Linked DNA regions of Pan troglodytes: region 1 is linked to region 2. A link is a contact called in public Hi-C data. All regions are on one chromosome and are shown on one strand. The core of a region is the stretch at or near the end of the contact, and the rest is flanking DNA. Distances in the headings are between cores, read along the strand shown.

What was found. Hi-C and Micro-C count contacts between places; a contact is called where the count stands out from the background.
Region 1: a Hi-C map of induced pluripotent stem cells shows a contact between it and region 2, with 1.8 times the contacts expected there. The contact joins the promoter of GINS4 here to the enhancer-like site in region 2. A contact is called at or near these places in 2 of 7 Hi-C or Micro-C datasets (both in induced pluripotent stem cells).

What each region holds. Positions count from the first base shown.
Region 1 is chr7:49,830,326-49,833,880 of NHGRI_mPanTro3-v2.0_pri, forward strand. It overlaps GINS4 (GINS complex subunit 4), which reads left to right and starts at 1,475. Exons shown (of 9, transcript XM_063817054.1): 1 at 1,475-1,657; 2 at 2,449-2,563. The coding sequence starts at 2,468.
Region 2 is chr7:49,426,808-49,430,032 of NHGRI_mPanTro3-v2.0_pri, forward strand. No RefSeq gene overlaps it. Among named protein-coding and RNA genes, the nearest start is that of SFRP1, 180 kb to the right of the region's middle. Within about 2 kb of position 1,819, at least 5 of the 24 cell types and tissues checked have an H3K27ac peak or open chromatin away from gene starts, as enhancers often do. A contact at or near this core is called in induced pluripotent stem cells, where this site is marked.

The DNA of each region.
Region 1 (3,555 bases), core at 225-2,724, 400 kb after region 2:
ATTTTACTAGTCAATCAATATGACATCATAGGGCAGCTTTGCAAAGAGCCCTCAGATTGATGGAGAAGAGATACTTTTAGGGAAGCCAGAAGCAACGCTTTGCACAGAAAACAAAGGACAGCAAAGAGAAAAGAATCAGCAACTCAGAGAAGAAAAACTGGATCACACAAAGATGGAAAAAATATATACATATACAGACATGGGTTTTTGTGCTTTTCCCCTCCAGAAGCTGAGTTGAAAGCATTGCCCCAAAGCAGTGATTCTCTTTTCTTTTTTCTTTTTTTTGAGATGGAGTCTGGCTCTGTCTCCCAGGCTGGAGTGCAGTGATGCCATCTCGGCTCACTGCAGGCTCCGCCTCCCGGGTTCACGCCATTCTCCCGCCTCAGCCTCCCGAGTAGCTGGGACTACAGGCGCCCGCCACCACGCCCGGCTAATTTTTTTGTATTTTTAGTAGAGACGGGGTTTCACCATGTTAGCCAGGGTGGTCTCGATCTCCTGACCTCGTGATCCGCCCACCTCGGCCTCCCAAAGTGCTGGGATTACAGGCGTGAGCCACCGCGCCCGGCCCCAAAGCAGTGATTCTCAAACCTCAGCTACGTCAGGGTCACCGGGAGGGCCTGGGTCTGGTGAAATACCCCCAGTTTCTGATTCAGTGGGCCAGGGTGGGGCCTGAGAACCTGCATTTTCGCAGATTCCCAGGCGATGCTTCTGCTGGTCGTCCGATCCCAGGCTTCAAGAACCAGTACCCACTTTGTGAGGCCGAGGTGGGAGGATTGCTTGGATCCTTGAGTTCGAGACCAGCCTGGCCATCATAGGGAGAACCTCCCCACCCCCAACCCCGCCACAGTTCTATTTTTTTTTTTTTTAAATTAAAAAATAACTGGGCGTGGTGGCGCTGGCCTGTGGTCCCAGCTACTCCGGAGGCTGAGGTGGGAGGATCGCTTAAGCCCGGGAGGCGGAGGTTGCAGTGAGCTGTGGTGGTGCCACTGCACTCCAGCCTGGGCACAAGAACGAGACCCTGTCTCAAGAAAGATGAAAAGGAATATACTGGAGATTCTGAAGGCAATGACCACACTGACCACAGGTGAAACCCCGCAAAGACGGAGGAACCCAAAGAGCCACGAGAGCTGTGGGTGGAGACGGCCCAGGAGGCTGCAGCGGCCTGCTTTCAACAGCATACTTCTGGGTGGGACCCCCCCGGGGCGGACACCGCCGCTCCCCTTGGCCGCGGTGGCGGGCGCCCCCTCCCGACGCCCTTGGGTAGTGCAACCCGGACCGCACAGCGGAGCGGCCGGCCCCCAGGTGGGCGGGGCCAACCCGGACCAGCCTCCCGCCGCCTCAAGTCCTTGCGTTGCTGGGACGGCAGGCCGCCGCGAAGACAGTCCCCGCCCGCCGGGTGGGCGGGCCCAAGGAGACCGCCGCGCTCTTCCCCCCGGGCCTTGATTGGTCAGCGTCGCCCTTGCGCGATGACGTCGTGCCTGGGCGGAAAGTTTGCGAGAGTAGCGCGGGAGCTGAGAAGTTGGAGGGTTGGGTTGGTCCCGGCAAGGCCTTGAGCAGTTTGTTCCGCTGTCTTCCCGCTTCCTGGTGCCCCGACTGCGTCCCCACGAACGCCCCGTCCTTACCGCCGGCTGCTGTGGAGTGCCTCGCTGTCTCCCAGGTCCCCGAGTGAGCGTCGAATGGGACCTCTGTGGCTAGGGCAGGCCTGTGTGGGTGGCCCTGAGAGGGAGGAGGGGAGGGGGATGTTCGCAGTTTCCTTGCGACCCCAGGGACTTTGTCCCCGCCATCCACCTCCTTAGGCCTTTGGGGTCGCCGACTGGTCTAATGTCGCCGGCCCTTGTGGCTCTGGGAAATTAGCATTGATTAATCTTCCTAACAATTTTTGTTTTTATAGAGACAGGATCTCCCTATGTTGCCCAGGCTGGTCTCGAACTCCTGGGCTCAAGGTATCTTCCTGCCTCGGCTTCCCAAAGTGCTGGGATTACAGGCGTGAGCCCGGCCAGCTCCTAATAATGTTAAGTGCTTGCTAGGAGTCAAGCGCTGTGCTGAGCGCAGGGGCTTCCCAGGTCATTGCGTCCCCAGTGCTTAGTGCCAGGCACTGAGCAGAAGCGCGATTCGTATTTGAACTAAAACGAACCCCGTCCCTGAGGAACAAGACCTCTACTGGGAAGTCAAAGAAATGAATAGTGATTGTATGGTGTGATGGGTGCTCAGCTCTTGGTGGACGGAAGTAAAGGGGAGGCTTGTTTGAGAAACGGATACCTGACCTAAGCCTTGGAGGAAGAGGCAGACACTGGAAAACTAGAGTCCCTGCGTTCTCTCACCACTTGCTAAAGGGCCTCTACAACCCCAGGAAACCTCAATAAACCTTTCCTTTCTCCAGATAGATGTCTGTTCTTGCAGATAATTAGAAAACGCATTGCAGAGTATTGGTTCTTTCCCTCTCATTAGGTTCCTGGTTTCAGAGAAGATGACCGAAGAACTGGATTTCCTGGGACAGGACTCTGATGGGGGTAGTGAGGAAGTGGTCCTAACTCCTGCAGAGCTCATTGAAAGATTGGAGCAGGTAAGCATCCCAGATCGAATCCCTTTGCTCCAGTCAGCCTTTTTATTTAGTTCAACTGTGAATATCAGGGATCACAAAATGAGGAAACGGAATTTGGGGCTTATTTCAGAACAGGGACTGGATCTTAACCATCTACATGGAAACGGGAAGCAAGAAGGACATCCTGTGTTAGAGACCTCATCATATCAAACACAGCATCCCCAAGTGGGGTCAGTAAGGGACAGCTTTGGGCACATTCAGTGAACAGTTCACAGAGCAAGGATCCACGTGATATTTCCAGGGACTGTAGAGGTCCCTGAACTTCTTTACCTTAGTCCCTTGAACATCTGCTGTTTCCCTGGAGAATGCCTGTTTAGCAAGAAAATGCTGAAATGCCTGTAAGGGAAAACTGGTCATATTTTTCCTTTTTCTCACGTTTTTTCTTGAGTCGTCTGCTCTCCATATGTCCACTGCTTATCTAAAATCCTTTCTGAAATATTTCTCCTTTAAGTTGTAATAGCTATGACTTACTGCATATTTCCCATGTGCCAGTAACTGTGTTCTTTACACTTATATCTCATGATGCTCTGGTAACAGGAGTTCAGACTATCTGGATTTAAATCTGTCTGTGACACTCCTCTGTTATGTGATCTTGAGCAAGTTAGGGAGTTTGTCTCAAGCCGTTGCTTGCCTATAAAATTGAGACAATAGGGCCGGGCACGGTGGCTCAAGCCTGTAATCCCAGCACTTTGGGAGGCTGAGGTGGGCGGATCACCTGAGGTCCAGGAGTTCGAGACCAGCCTTACCAACACGGTAAAACCCCGTCTCTACTAAAAAACAAAAATTAGCCGGATGTGGTGGCGCATGCCTGTAATCCCAGCTACTCGGGAGGCTGAGGCCGGAGGATCACGTGAACCTGGGAGGCAGAGGTTGTGGTGAGCCAAGATCCTACCCACCATTGCACTCCAGCCTGGGCAACAAGAGTGAAACTCCGTCTCAAAAAAATAATAAAA
Region 2 (3,225 bases), core at 569-3,068:
AAAGATATATTACCAAAAAAAGGGAAGAGAGCAAGGAGGACAGGTGGGAAAAAGGAGAAGGGGCCTCAGAACAGGGAGGACATCGTCCCCTGCCTTAAAGATGTCAGTTACCTATTCCCACGCCACCCACCTGTGGCCACACAGACCTTGTCTTCCCTGACTCGTGGGCTCCAGAGCTCTCTGGGCTCAGAGCCACCCCTCGGGTCCTCTGGCCTAGAACACCTTCCACCCCCACTCCCACTTCAGCCCCATCTCTGCAGACCTCATCTGCTCTGGAATCAGAGCCATGACCAGCCCGGGGAGCAGCTGCTTCCCCTGAGTATGTTCTTCAAAGTCATCACTTCCTAAGGCAAGCTTGTCTAACCTGCGGTCTGCAGGCTGCATGCAGACCAGGGCGGCTTTGAATGTGGCCCAACACAAATTCATAAGTTTTCTTAAAACATTGTGAGATTTTTGGTTTTTGTTTGTTTGTTTTTAGTTCATCAGCTATCATTAGTGTTAGTGTATTTTATGTATGGCCCAAGACAATTCTTCCAATGTGGCCCAGGGAAGCCGAAAGATTGAACACACCTATCTTGGGTGGTGTGACAGTCATTAAGGCTAGGAAGAAAATACATGGGAAGAAAGCAAGACCAGGAGACCCAGGAAGAAGTTTATCAAACACCGCTGGCTTTTTTAGAGGGTTTAGCCAGACTCCAGTGGTACAGACCCCAACTCCTCTCCTCCACACGGCCCTGCCCAGGCTCAGGTCTCCTCCGTGCACTCCTGGCTGGCTTCTCCTCTTTTGTCCCCTCTCCAGGAACACCCATGGTGCTTCAGGCTGCAGCAGCACACACTACATTTATGACATCGCCTTGGTGCCATTTTGTATGAATTAATCTTAGGAAGACACTGCTTGCCCAGGTTCAAGTGGGCAGATTGACTGCGGATCTCAAGTGGAGTGCAGACTCACTGGGGTCAAGAGTTATATCCTGTTCTCTGATCACCGGCCCCTGCAACATTCCTTGCCCCTCCAACCCTGCCTAAGTGAGCAGATAGTGGGCCCCCTCAGATATTTTCTGGAGGATTCCATGTCCTTCTTTCTCCACACTGTACCCCGTGGACTCCAGCCCAGCAGCCAGTGCTTTCAGAGCAGCCTCATCAGAGCTGCGGGGCTGAGGTTAAGTCTGCCAAGCTGTTACAGGACAGGGATCCCGATCCAGACCCCAAGAGCAGGTTCTTGGATCCCATGCAAGAAAGAATTCTGGGCAAGTTCACAGTGCAAAGTGAAAGCAAGTTTATTAAGAAAGTAGAGGAATAAAAGAACAGCTACTCCATAGAGCAGCCCCGAGGGCTGCTGGTTGCCTAATTGTATGGTTATTTCTTGATGATATACTAAACGAGGGGTGGATTATTCATGCCTCCCCTTTTAGACCATATTGGGTAACTTCCTGATGTTGCGATGGCATCTGTAAACTGTCTTGGCGCTGTTGGGAGTGTAACAGTGAGGACGACCAGAGGTCACTCTCGTCGCCATCTTGGTTTTGGTGGGATTTGGCCGGCTTCCTTACTGCAAACTGTTTTATCAGCAAGGACTTTATGACCTGTATTTTGTGCTGACTTCCTCTCTCATCCTGTGACTTTGAATGCCTTAACCATCTGGGAATACAGCCCAGCAGGTCTCATTGTAATTACCTAGCTCCTGTTTAAGACGGAGTTGCTGTGGTTCACAGGTCTCTGACAAAGCCACAGACCTGGACCAGAGCTGGGGGCTGCCAGGCTTATCCGTTCGTCCATGCTGTCCCTCTGTGTGTCCCCAGTTTGTTCCCTGTCTCGGCCATCAGATGGCACCACTATTCCACAGGTCACCCAGGACAGTTGGCCAGGTTTTGGAAGGGGCGCTCACCACCCTGCCGCTGCCCCTCCTTGCATGGGTGGCATTCCCAGAGCCAGCTGTACCCCTGCGGGCTGGAGCTGGGCTGGCCCTGCCAGCTGCATGGCACATGAGGACGCAGCCCCCTTCTGTGTGCTGAGAGCCATGAAGCAGTGGGGCAGGGGCTTAGTGGGACCCCCAGCGGCTCTCGACTAGGGAGGTCGAAGAGGACAGCGCGAGGAGTCTGGCTTCATCATTGAAATATTGGCTTTAAGGAAGCTCGAGGGGTCTGGCTTCATCATTGAAACACTGGCTTTAAGGAAGGTTCCTGAGGCCCCAGATCCAGGCTTCCTTCCTCTCCATCCGCCCCACCCCCACTCCCACTTTCCTGATTTGAGCAGGACATCCAAGCCTGTGCTGAGTATTCCCTAATGAGGGTCATGGTAGACAAAGGGGAGAATGTGCCTGGAGTACTCCCTGCCCAGGAAGCCACATTCCCCAAATCCTAGAGCATTTTCTTCCTAACGCCACTTCTATTAATAAGCCTTTCTAGTAACACTCAGCAAAGACACCATTCTAAAATGTATTTCCCCAATAAATGTATTTTGCCAATTGGCCCTTCTCTCCCGAGGCATAAAAATTGGATGATATTAAATAATCTTGATTTCAATCTAGTGCAACCAGGGCTCTTGTCACAACACCCCAAGACTTGTCCTACGACATGAGTATCTGTTGCCTCTGACCTTGGCCATGGGTCTCCACGTACTTTCCTTGTTATATAATTCTAGGGTTGTAAACAACCTGCAGGGCTTCTAATGGTGAGAAAGAGAAAGAACAAAGGAACACAACCTTAAACAATTTACTAACAGCTTAAAAGATACTAATATTTTAACTTAAAAGCCACATAGTCAATCTAGTATATGTGAACTGCACGCCAACAATCACATAAAAATACAGAGCAGACAGAATGTGCTATTGTAAAATATATTTTTGTTCTTTGACCCCCGTTTCCTGGCATACAACTTCTAAAATCCTTAGAATCTCCAGAGTGATGTCTTCTTGTATGCCAATGAACTGGTGGCTGGGGGCCCCTGGGTAACCCTGGGTTGGGGGTTAGACACTAGAAAGAGGAAGGCAGGATTAGAGGGTTGGGAGTTTCAGCCCCACCCCCAGCCTCTTGGGAGAGAAGAGGGGCTGAAGGTTAAAATGATCGCCAATGGCCAGTGGTTTAATCAATCATGGCTATGTAATGAAGCTTCCATTAACAACCCAAAAGGTCAGGGTTCTGAGAGATCTTAGGTAGCTGAACACCTGGAGGTTCCTGGAGGGTGGTGTCCCAGGAGGCATGGTAGCTCTGCGCCCTTCCCCTACAC